Regions from separate parts of the Mus musculus genome. Here regions 2 and 3 are each linked to region 1. The links are chromatin contacts, called in public HiCAR-type and promoter capture Hi-C maps. All regions are on one chromosome and are shown on one strand. Each heading gives the region's core, a stretch centred on a gene start, on an enhancer-like site or on the middle of the called end of the contact. The rest is flanking DNA. Distances are from core to core; before and after follow the strand shown. Region 1 holds the start of Tomm7 (translocase of outer mitochondrial membrane 7). Region 2 overlaps Psmc2 (proteasome (prosome, macropain) 26S subunit, ATPase 2). Region 3 holds the start of Psmc2 (proteasome (prosome, macropain) 26S subunit, ATPase 2).

Region 1 (2,700 bases), core at 153-2,652:
TTTCTTCTTTTTCTTCCAGAGCAGAGGACCGAACCCAGGGACTTGCACTTGCTAGGCAAGCACTCTACCACTGAGCTAAATCCCCAACCCCTCTATTGTGTATTTCTAAACAGAGTATTTTGAGAAACAAGATGCATAAAAATTTCTGTTCTCATTTGGCTCATTTACATCACTGCATTTTAGGATCAGAGCACTGCTTTCCTAGTAACCATGGTGAACTAATTAGATGCTTTGCTATGGGATCAGCCAATTCACAAGTTTCTTATTTCAAGTCAATTGCAGAATTCGACTAAAATCTTGGCACTTCTGATCCTAGAGTCGCATTTTCTACACCTATGTTCTTTATTGTTGGTTTTTTTTTTTCATTGCATTGTATTAATAAAAATGTATTCTTTGAGGATGAATGCAGTGGGGCAGGAGAGAAAGACAGAATTAAGGAGACATGGGAAGTGAAAGGTGTCCCGTCTGGCTGAAGAATCCCACCAGCCGAGCAAAGACTCCCCTGACATTTAACAGCATTTGCTGTTACGGGGCAGTACTCCTTTTATACAGAACTATTTTCAACTAAGAATATTGAAACAGTGACCACACTCAAGGCTTAAGCATATCTGACTTTACTCCTTCCCAGATGTAAACTGCAGTTTTCTGGGACTCTCACACACAAAAGTCTATAACTTCCTTTATAGTAAAAATGTAGCTTAACTCCCATGAACCCCTTGTGCCCAGTGATCTCATTAAGTTCCTTGGCAGTCCTTGAGATGTAAGTCTAGAAGCCAGAAGTGTCAAAGAAAAACAGACAAATAAACCCAGATTTCACGCGAACTTCCCAGATTTGAAAATGTTGTTAAATGAAAAACAGAGAACGGGTGCAAAGTAGAAGGAAACCTGGAAGAGTGCCCGGTGACGTCCGGTTTTAGCAGCCATAGAAGAAACTGATTCTGGGATAGTAAGGAACTTAGCCAAGATAACAGAACAGTATATAAAATAACATTCCTTCTTTCTCAAAGATCATCGCTGGGATGTGTGCTTTAAAACTCTGGAAAGATGCTGGAAAAAAATAAAGGTAGTTGTAGATAAAAAAGTAGGCCTCAAGTGAGCGCGTCTGGCAATCTTCAGCAAACAGCGCGCATTGAATCCCAGCACTCGAGACGCTGATGCAGTAGCAGCTCCATGGGTTCAAGGGCAGCAAAGTCTTAAACAGGGAGCCCCTATCTGGAAAGACAATTCCCGCCCCGCCCCTCCAGGAAAAGCCGGATTCGTCCCAACAATAAAACAACAAAAACGAGGCGGGAGCAGTGAACCCGCAAGGCGGAGCTAGGTTGCTGGAAGGCGACGGATTACGGCCTCTGTCGGCGATGCCTCACGACTCCTGCCGTAAAGGCCCCACGTGGCGCATGCGCAGCTCCTCTCCCTTCCGGGATCCGGACACGGTGGTGGTTGTTGGGCTCCTCGTTCCGCTGGTCCGTCGTCGCCATGGTGAAGCTGAGCAAAGAAGCCAAACAGAGGCTGCAGCAGCTCTTCAAGGGCGGCCAGTTTGCCATCCGCTGGGGCTTTATTCCTCTCGTGATTTACCTGGGTCAGTGATTGAAGAACTTGGGAGGAGCCGCAGGGCAGGGGTTGGTGGGGTCTGAGTCTCCTTTTTTGCCATCCGGGGCTAGGAAATTAAACCCGGCCTCCGCGTTGTCCACGATTTCCGAGGCTGTCTGCCCGGGCTCGAAAAACCATCTTCCAGTTCCTTTTAGCTATTTGAGTAGTGTTTAACCAGTCACACAATCCCTTATATTCCCTACTTAAATCTGTAAAATAAAAGCAAGACCTTTCAAGATTGGTTTTAGGTTTATATGACCCCTAAAGAAAGATTAATCCTCTATTTGACTTTTAGAACGTTTCCCTCCTGTAGGTTAGCCTAAGTGGGAAGACGGTAACCAGGTTAAAACGTCACTGCCTAAAAGCATGATTGTGACCATTGGATGCCTACGCTTTTCTTGTATAATGAAGGATTTCGGTGATTTTTTTTTTTCTCCCGAAAGTTACAGACCCCATTTTGCAGGGAAAGACAGCCATAAAGTTGTACTTTCCTTGCCCAAGTGTCCAGGCAAATATTTTCACCTAGGGCTACACTCTGGAACTGGTTCTGTTCCTGGTTGAGTAGTTTTACAATTTTTTATCTTAATTGCCTTATTCATCCCGTAAGGTAAACAGCAGAGGATTTTAGCTCCAGGTCTCAGAGCTCTAATATGGAATCTGGCGTTTCTCATTAAAGCAGGACCCTCACAAGGTGCTGCTTCTCGTTTGTTTTACATGACTTGCATTATATAAGATAAAATACATTCATTTGTAGTCTTGGCAGAGCCTTTAACTAGGCTGGACATTTCTCCAGGCAGCTGTTGTACCTGTGAGAAGTATGTGAGCTGTGATAACCTGGATATTTTGATAGGACAAGTATTTTTCTTGGTGTTCCTAAGTATTACTGATGAGACAGTGCCTCATGTTGCTCAAGCTGGCCTTGAACTCCTGGTTCTCTTTTTTTTTTTTTCCCTACCTTTCCAGTGTTTGAATTACAGGCCTGCACCGTCACATACAGCTCTTTTCTCCTCTATTTTGAAAGAAAAGAAAATCTCAGACAGTGATATTATATAGGTATCAGATAGATAATTGTGACAGCTTACTTTTTTTGTTTGCTTGGGGTTTTTTGTTTGT
Region 2 (2,700 bases), core at 167-2,666, 2.0 Mb after region 1:
TTTTGTAGTTTTCAGTGTCTGAACTCTATTCCATGCACTCTCATCCTGTGTAGTGGAGAGAAACCTGCCAGCAAGTGAGAATTTTGCGGAAATGAGCCTGGCGTCTTGTGTGCATGAAGGGTAGCAACCAGAGACCCTTTCTTGGAATGATAGCAATTGTGCTTTCTATTCGATGGTGGTAGTGGTAAGGTGCCCTTATGTGGGGACCAAAGAAGGTCTGTGATAGATGGGAAAGGCCTATCTTGTTAAAGAGAGTAAATCAATTTTTTTTTTTAAACTTTCTTGAGCCTGTATGCTTCTGAGTGCAAAATGCTGTTTTGTTTTTTGTTTTGTTTTTTTTTTAAGTGTTTCAGGAATACTTTTCTAGGATTCAGTATACTGAGATTCTTGACAATGTTTTGAGATAAAGGTTTGGGAACTGATAATGTATTATCTAATTCTCCTCAAACCCACCAGCAAAACTGTGGGCAGTTAGCCCTGGACCACCCCACGGCTGTATACTGACTGAGACAGAATCAAGTTTGGACACTTTAATGACACTCTTCTCCAGCCACCGACCTGAATTTACTCTCCTGTGAGGGTAACTTCATAATGGTTTGTTCTACGTCATACCTCAAGCAAGACTAGAGCAGGGTTAGAAAAAACATTTTCTAGTAAAAAAAAAAAATCACTGTATTTTACAAACAAAAGGCTTTCTACTTGAAAACTCTAAGCTTAATTTTTCAGTGTAACACAGCAACTTTTCTCTGATCTCCTTTTTCTTCTAACTTAAAAATGTACAGTCCCTTGGTATTTAGCAATTTATTTGTGAAAATTATACTTCAATAAAAATACTGTTTATTGTGCTTTTGTGTCAATATTGAGGAGGGTAAGATTTAAGGGCTGTGGAGACAGCTCATCTCATAAAGAATTTGCTGTGTAAAAATGATGACCCCAGCTGGGCGGTGGTGGCACACGCCTTTAATCCCAGCACTTGGGAGGCAGAGACTGGCGGATTTCTGAGTTTGAGGCCAGCCTGGTCTACAAAGTGAGTTCCAGGACAGCCAGGGCTATACGGAGAAACCCTGTCTCAAAAATCAAAAACAAAAACAAACAAACAAAAAATGATGACCCCTGTCTGGCCCATAAGAATCCATGTTTTTAAAAGTCAGGTATGGAGGTATTGGGAAGATTTGGGGAATCCATGGGCCTCCACTAGCAAGAACTCTTTATCTTATTAAAGTCAAAACAGGGTGGCTGATATAGGCTGGCTGATAACATTAGGGCAAGAGATTTTGTGCTCAGCAGTCGTATTATCTGGCAAGTTCTAAGATAATAAAGCTATCAGTGTTTTTCCTCTGTGGAGCATAGGTGGGCAGAGAGAGAACCGGGGTGGTAGCTGGCAGCTTGGAAATGTTAGCCAGAAGGAACAAGGGAAAGGCTGGTGGGAGTACAGACAGCAGCTCCTGGCTTTCCCAGGGTTGGGGTTGGTTGATATTGCAGGAGGGGCTGGGAGCCTGATTGCAGCCATCCCAGGAAAGGTGGTAGCTGGCCGCTGGCAGAGCTAGCTCAGAGGAATAAAAAAGGAAGCCAGATTGGCCAAAGCACGGGAAGCAGCTCTAGGGCTGCAGCTCCCTGGGAGCTGGGAGAGGGGTTGGCAGTAGCCATTCTCAGAGCTAAGCTGGGAGGACAAAGGCGTTTTGTGCGGTCCTGCCTGGACAAAGGTGAAAGTGAGTTTGGTTTTTTGTTTTTTGAATTTTTATTTTTATGTATGTGAGTACACTGTCACTATCTTTAGACACACCAAAGAGGACTTTGGATCCCATTACAGATGGCTGTGGGCCACCATGTGGGTGCCTGGAATTGAACTCAGGACCTCTGGAAGAGCAGTCAGTGCTCGTAACAGCTGAACCATCTCTCCAGCCCAAAAATGAGTTTTTAAAAATTACACTCAACCACAAGGAGGCACAAGCCTTTAATCCAAGCACTTGGGAGGCAGAAACAAAGGCAGGCAGGTCTGAGTTCAAGACCAGCCTAATCTACATGGTGAGTTCCAAGTCAGCCAGGGCTCCTAGAAGGACCCTGCCTCAAAATACATCTAACCAATTAAAAGTAATTAAAGTAGAGGTGAGTTTAATCAGAATTTTACCATTAAGGAAGCAATTTTTCTCTAAATTTACACAATTCTGAATTTCCTAAATCCTCACATTTAACCCTCTTTACCTGCTGACATTTCACTGTTCATTAAAATCACCAATTCTAGACTGATTTGGAACTGGTCAAAAGGGAACGGACAATGAATGCTTCAACTTTAAAAACCATTCGGTCCACGCAGGGGGTATATTGTTCAGTGGTAGGGTGTTTGCCTAGCATTCAAAAACTCAGTGCGTGTACCACAAACAAAACAATCCAGTCTGGCCAAAACCTTACTTCAAAAACCCCTTACTATGGGAAAACCCCATCGTGATGCACATGCCACACACCATATGATATGAAACCCCGTTGAGATGCACGTGCCACACACCATATGAAGTGCTTTGATGGTAGCAGAGGTCAGAACGGGTAATGGAGCCTGACACGTGGACTTTCTGCACCTCCTAAGGATCTACGGTAGGCTAAGAGTACTTACATCAGTCCTCCAGAATAAGTGCGCTGGGACGCTGACTAACACTGCACAGCAGGGAACAGAGATCTGGAAGCACTGACACAGTTTTTAAATCT
Region 3 (2,700 bases), core at 80-2,579, 2.1 Mb after region 1:
ATCATATAAGATGCACTTAAAATCCAACACACTTTAGTCATACTTGAACTGCAAAATTATTACATCCAGAGAAAGACATAGGTTAGTATAAACAGATGACATACAAACTTTCTGACTAAGTTTTCCAATAGGGCCGGAGTTCCTGAAACTCTCAACGGTGTAAAACACGTTTAAGTCATGTGGCAGAGTCAGTGAAGATAAAAATGCTTTCTCTGAGAGAAGCAGCATAAATGGTGAAGGATAGGTGCTAGGAGAGTTGAAGTTGTTAAGAAAGGGAAGAGCGAGACACAGCAACATTGAAAAATAGTTCTTAAGGTAAAAGAAATTTAAAACTAAGTATGAAGATAAAGCTAAAAATGGTAAAAAACAAAACAAAACAAACAAAACAAAACAAGAGCAAAAAAGAGGGGAGTGGGGGAAAAAACTAAAAAAGGTGTGGGGATGAAGATTACATCCAAATTTTGACTACATATCATACATGAGTGAAAAAAAATGTCAACAAGCCTAGTCTCTGTGGGAGTCATTTGGCAATAATGATACCCCTGCTTCTAGAATTTAGCCTGTAACTTCCATGTGATAGGTTCTATAACACGGTCATTTGTGAACTGTTAACAATCGAAATCTCCACCAATAATTAAATGTTATTGTACTACCACAACATAGGACAATAAGCACATGGAGGGAACAGCACTTGCTATCACGAAATCTCTAAATTCAAGATGCTGATATACAGCAAGACACATTATGACAGACACACTCGAGTCTTGTTAAAAATATCTAGAAAAAAAAGAGTAAAATGGCAATTCACTTCGTGGCTGGAATCATGGGGTCAAGATGAGAGTTTATCTCTTCTATCTCTCTTGTACCATCGTGTTTCAGGATTGTCGCTACACAGTGACAATCTGTAGCCAAGCTGCTACAACTGGGAAGGAGGGAACAGGGCCGGGAGGTAGAATTCACAGCCCACCTGGCTGGCCACTTTTTGAAGACCTGCAAGACTTCAGGAGATACAGAACCTCAGCGCCTGGTAAAATATTCGAGGGGGCGGACGTGAGGCAGACAGACAGACAGACGGGGCTGCGGCCCAGAGCGGTCACCGCTCGGATCTAAGGCCGGCAGGGCACCGAGGCGGCGGGAATCCTGCGCCTCTGCGGTGCCAGCGCCGGCCGCTCCCGGCCCGTGTCCTCTCACCTCGGATGGGCTTGTCGTCCTTCTCCTCCTCTTTGGTTTTCCGCTGGTCCGCACCTAGGTAATCCGGCATTTTAGAAGCCGCAAGTGCCTCCGCGTCTCGGTGATTACACAGCACCTTTCCCGCTTCCGCTGGTGTCTTCCCTTTCTCTTCCCCACCGGAAGTAGCTCCGCGCCCGGGCGCCGGTTCCCTGGACATCTGGGGACTGCACGCACGGCTGACGGGAGGAAGGGTTGTCTGGTGGAAGGAAACGCGTGTTCACCCCGCTCCCTCACAACTCCAGTCTTTTTTAGATACCCGAATAGGAACGTCCAAGATTAGCCCTAGCTCAGTTGATGACCTAAAATCGTGATTTAGTCACTAGTAAATAATACACATAGGCGGGTAGTTTATTTCATCTCTAAATAGTTTGCCTCGCAAGACTGGAAAGGCGCTACAGAGCAGGCCTTGTAGAATGCCTGGCAGTTTGGACGCAGTTAATTGGTGGCTAGATCTACAAATTGAATAAAGATAATGCATTTCTGTTAGGGAGTGTGTATCCAGGTTATACAAAGATCCACAACAAGAAAGGAATCTGGTTGTTATGACAGGAAAGGAGGAGGGAAGATTAAAAGATAGAGGGAAGGAAAGTAGGTAAAGAATTTGGACATATTTCTCTAGAGGAGATACACAAATGCCAATAAACGGACGCATGAAAGGATGTTAAAATCAAAAGCACGTCATTCTCTTTAGGATGGTTCCTCCTCCTCCTCCTCCTCCTCCTCCTCCTCCTCCTTCTCCTCCTCCTTCCCCTCTCTCTTTCTCTCTCTCCTTCTTAAGACTGGCTCTGCGTGGTCCTGGCTATCTAGCAACAGATCAGGCTGTCTGAGAACTTAGAGGTATCTGCTGCGACAAAGGCTGTGCGCCACCATGACCGACCCATGGATCACTATTATGTTTAAAAAGAAAGTTTGACCGGATGTTGAAAAAAAAAATAGATGCTGTTTACACTGTTGGTGTAAAATACTGCAGTGCTTGCGAAAAACTGAAAATAACTAAAATAAAATCTATATAAACTAGTTATCCTACTGCTAAATATCAAATGCCAAAAAGTTGGAAATAGGATTTCAAAGAGATCCGTGTACAGCCCTATTTATAGCTGCATTAGCAAAGGCCAAATGAAGAATAACCCAAGTACCCAAATACATAAGATGGGTAAACAAAAATGTGGTTATGGGAATATAGTATTATTTGGCCTTAAAAAAATAAATTCTGTGACCATTATACTAGTGAATACACCGCTCACATAGAGACAATGTTATAATATATAACATTATTAATATAACAATACAATGATATATAGTTATATGATTCCACTTTTATGAGGTACCTAGAGATTGGTGGTAGCTCAGCACTTGGGAGATTTAAACAGGATATTCACAAGTTAGAGGCCGGCCTGGGTGACAAAAGTGAGTGAAGTTCTTTTTCAAAATTATTTCCTCCGTCTTGCTCTCACGTGAAAAAACAAACAA

The links. Promoter capture Hi-C pulls out the DNA fragments that hold promoters and counts their contacts. HiCAR-type assays count read pairs that join an accessible place to other places.
Region 2: a contact with region 1 is called in a promoter capture Hi-C map of hippocampal neurons, with 2.5 times the contacts expected there. The contact joins the enhancer-like site here to the promoter of Tomm7 in region 1. A contact is called at or near these places in 6 of 39 promoter capture datasets (the C10 cell line, cranial neural crest, hippocampal neurons and 2 more) and 1 of 484 Hi-C or Micro-C datasets (CD4 T cells).
Region 3: a contact with region 1 is called in a HiCAR-type map of astrocytes, with 4 times the contacts expected there. The contact joins the promoter of Psmc2 here to the promoter of Tomm7 in region 1. A contact is called at or near these places in 7 of 39 promoter capture datasets (the C10 cell line, cranial neural crest, hippocampal neurons and 4 more), 1 of 484 Hi-C or Micro-C datasets (CD4 T cells) and 2 of 115 datasets of contacts at active chromatin or transcription factors (astrocytes and large pre-B cells).

What each region holds. Positions count from the first base shown.
Region 1 is chr5:23,842,847-23,845,546 of GRCm38.p6, reverse strand. Tomm7 (translocase of outer mitochondrial membrane 7) reads left to right here and starts at 1,402. Exons shown (of 3, transcript NM_025394.3): 1 at 1,402-1,576. The coding sequence starts at 1,474.
Region 2 is chr5:21,803,772-21,806,471 of GRCm38.p6, reverse strand. It overlaps Psmc2 (proteasome (prosome, macropain) 26S subunit, ATPase 2), which reads right to left. Exons shown (of 12, transcript NM_001368661.1): 12 at 2,685-2,700. Among named protein-coding and RNA genes, the nearest start is that of Psmc2, 18 kb to the right of the region's middle. Within about 2 kb of position 1,416, at least 8 of the 459 cell types and tissues checked have an H3K27ac peak or open chromatin away from gene starts, as enhancers often do. A contact at or near this core is called in hippocampal neurons, where this site is marked.
Region 3 is chr5:21,785,376-21,788,075 of GRCm38.p6, reverse strand. Psmc2 (proteasome (prosome, macropain) 26S subunit, ATPase 2) reads right to left here and starts at 1,329. Exons shown (of 12, transcript NM_001368661.1): 1 at 1,192-1,329. The coding sequence starts at 1,261.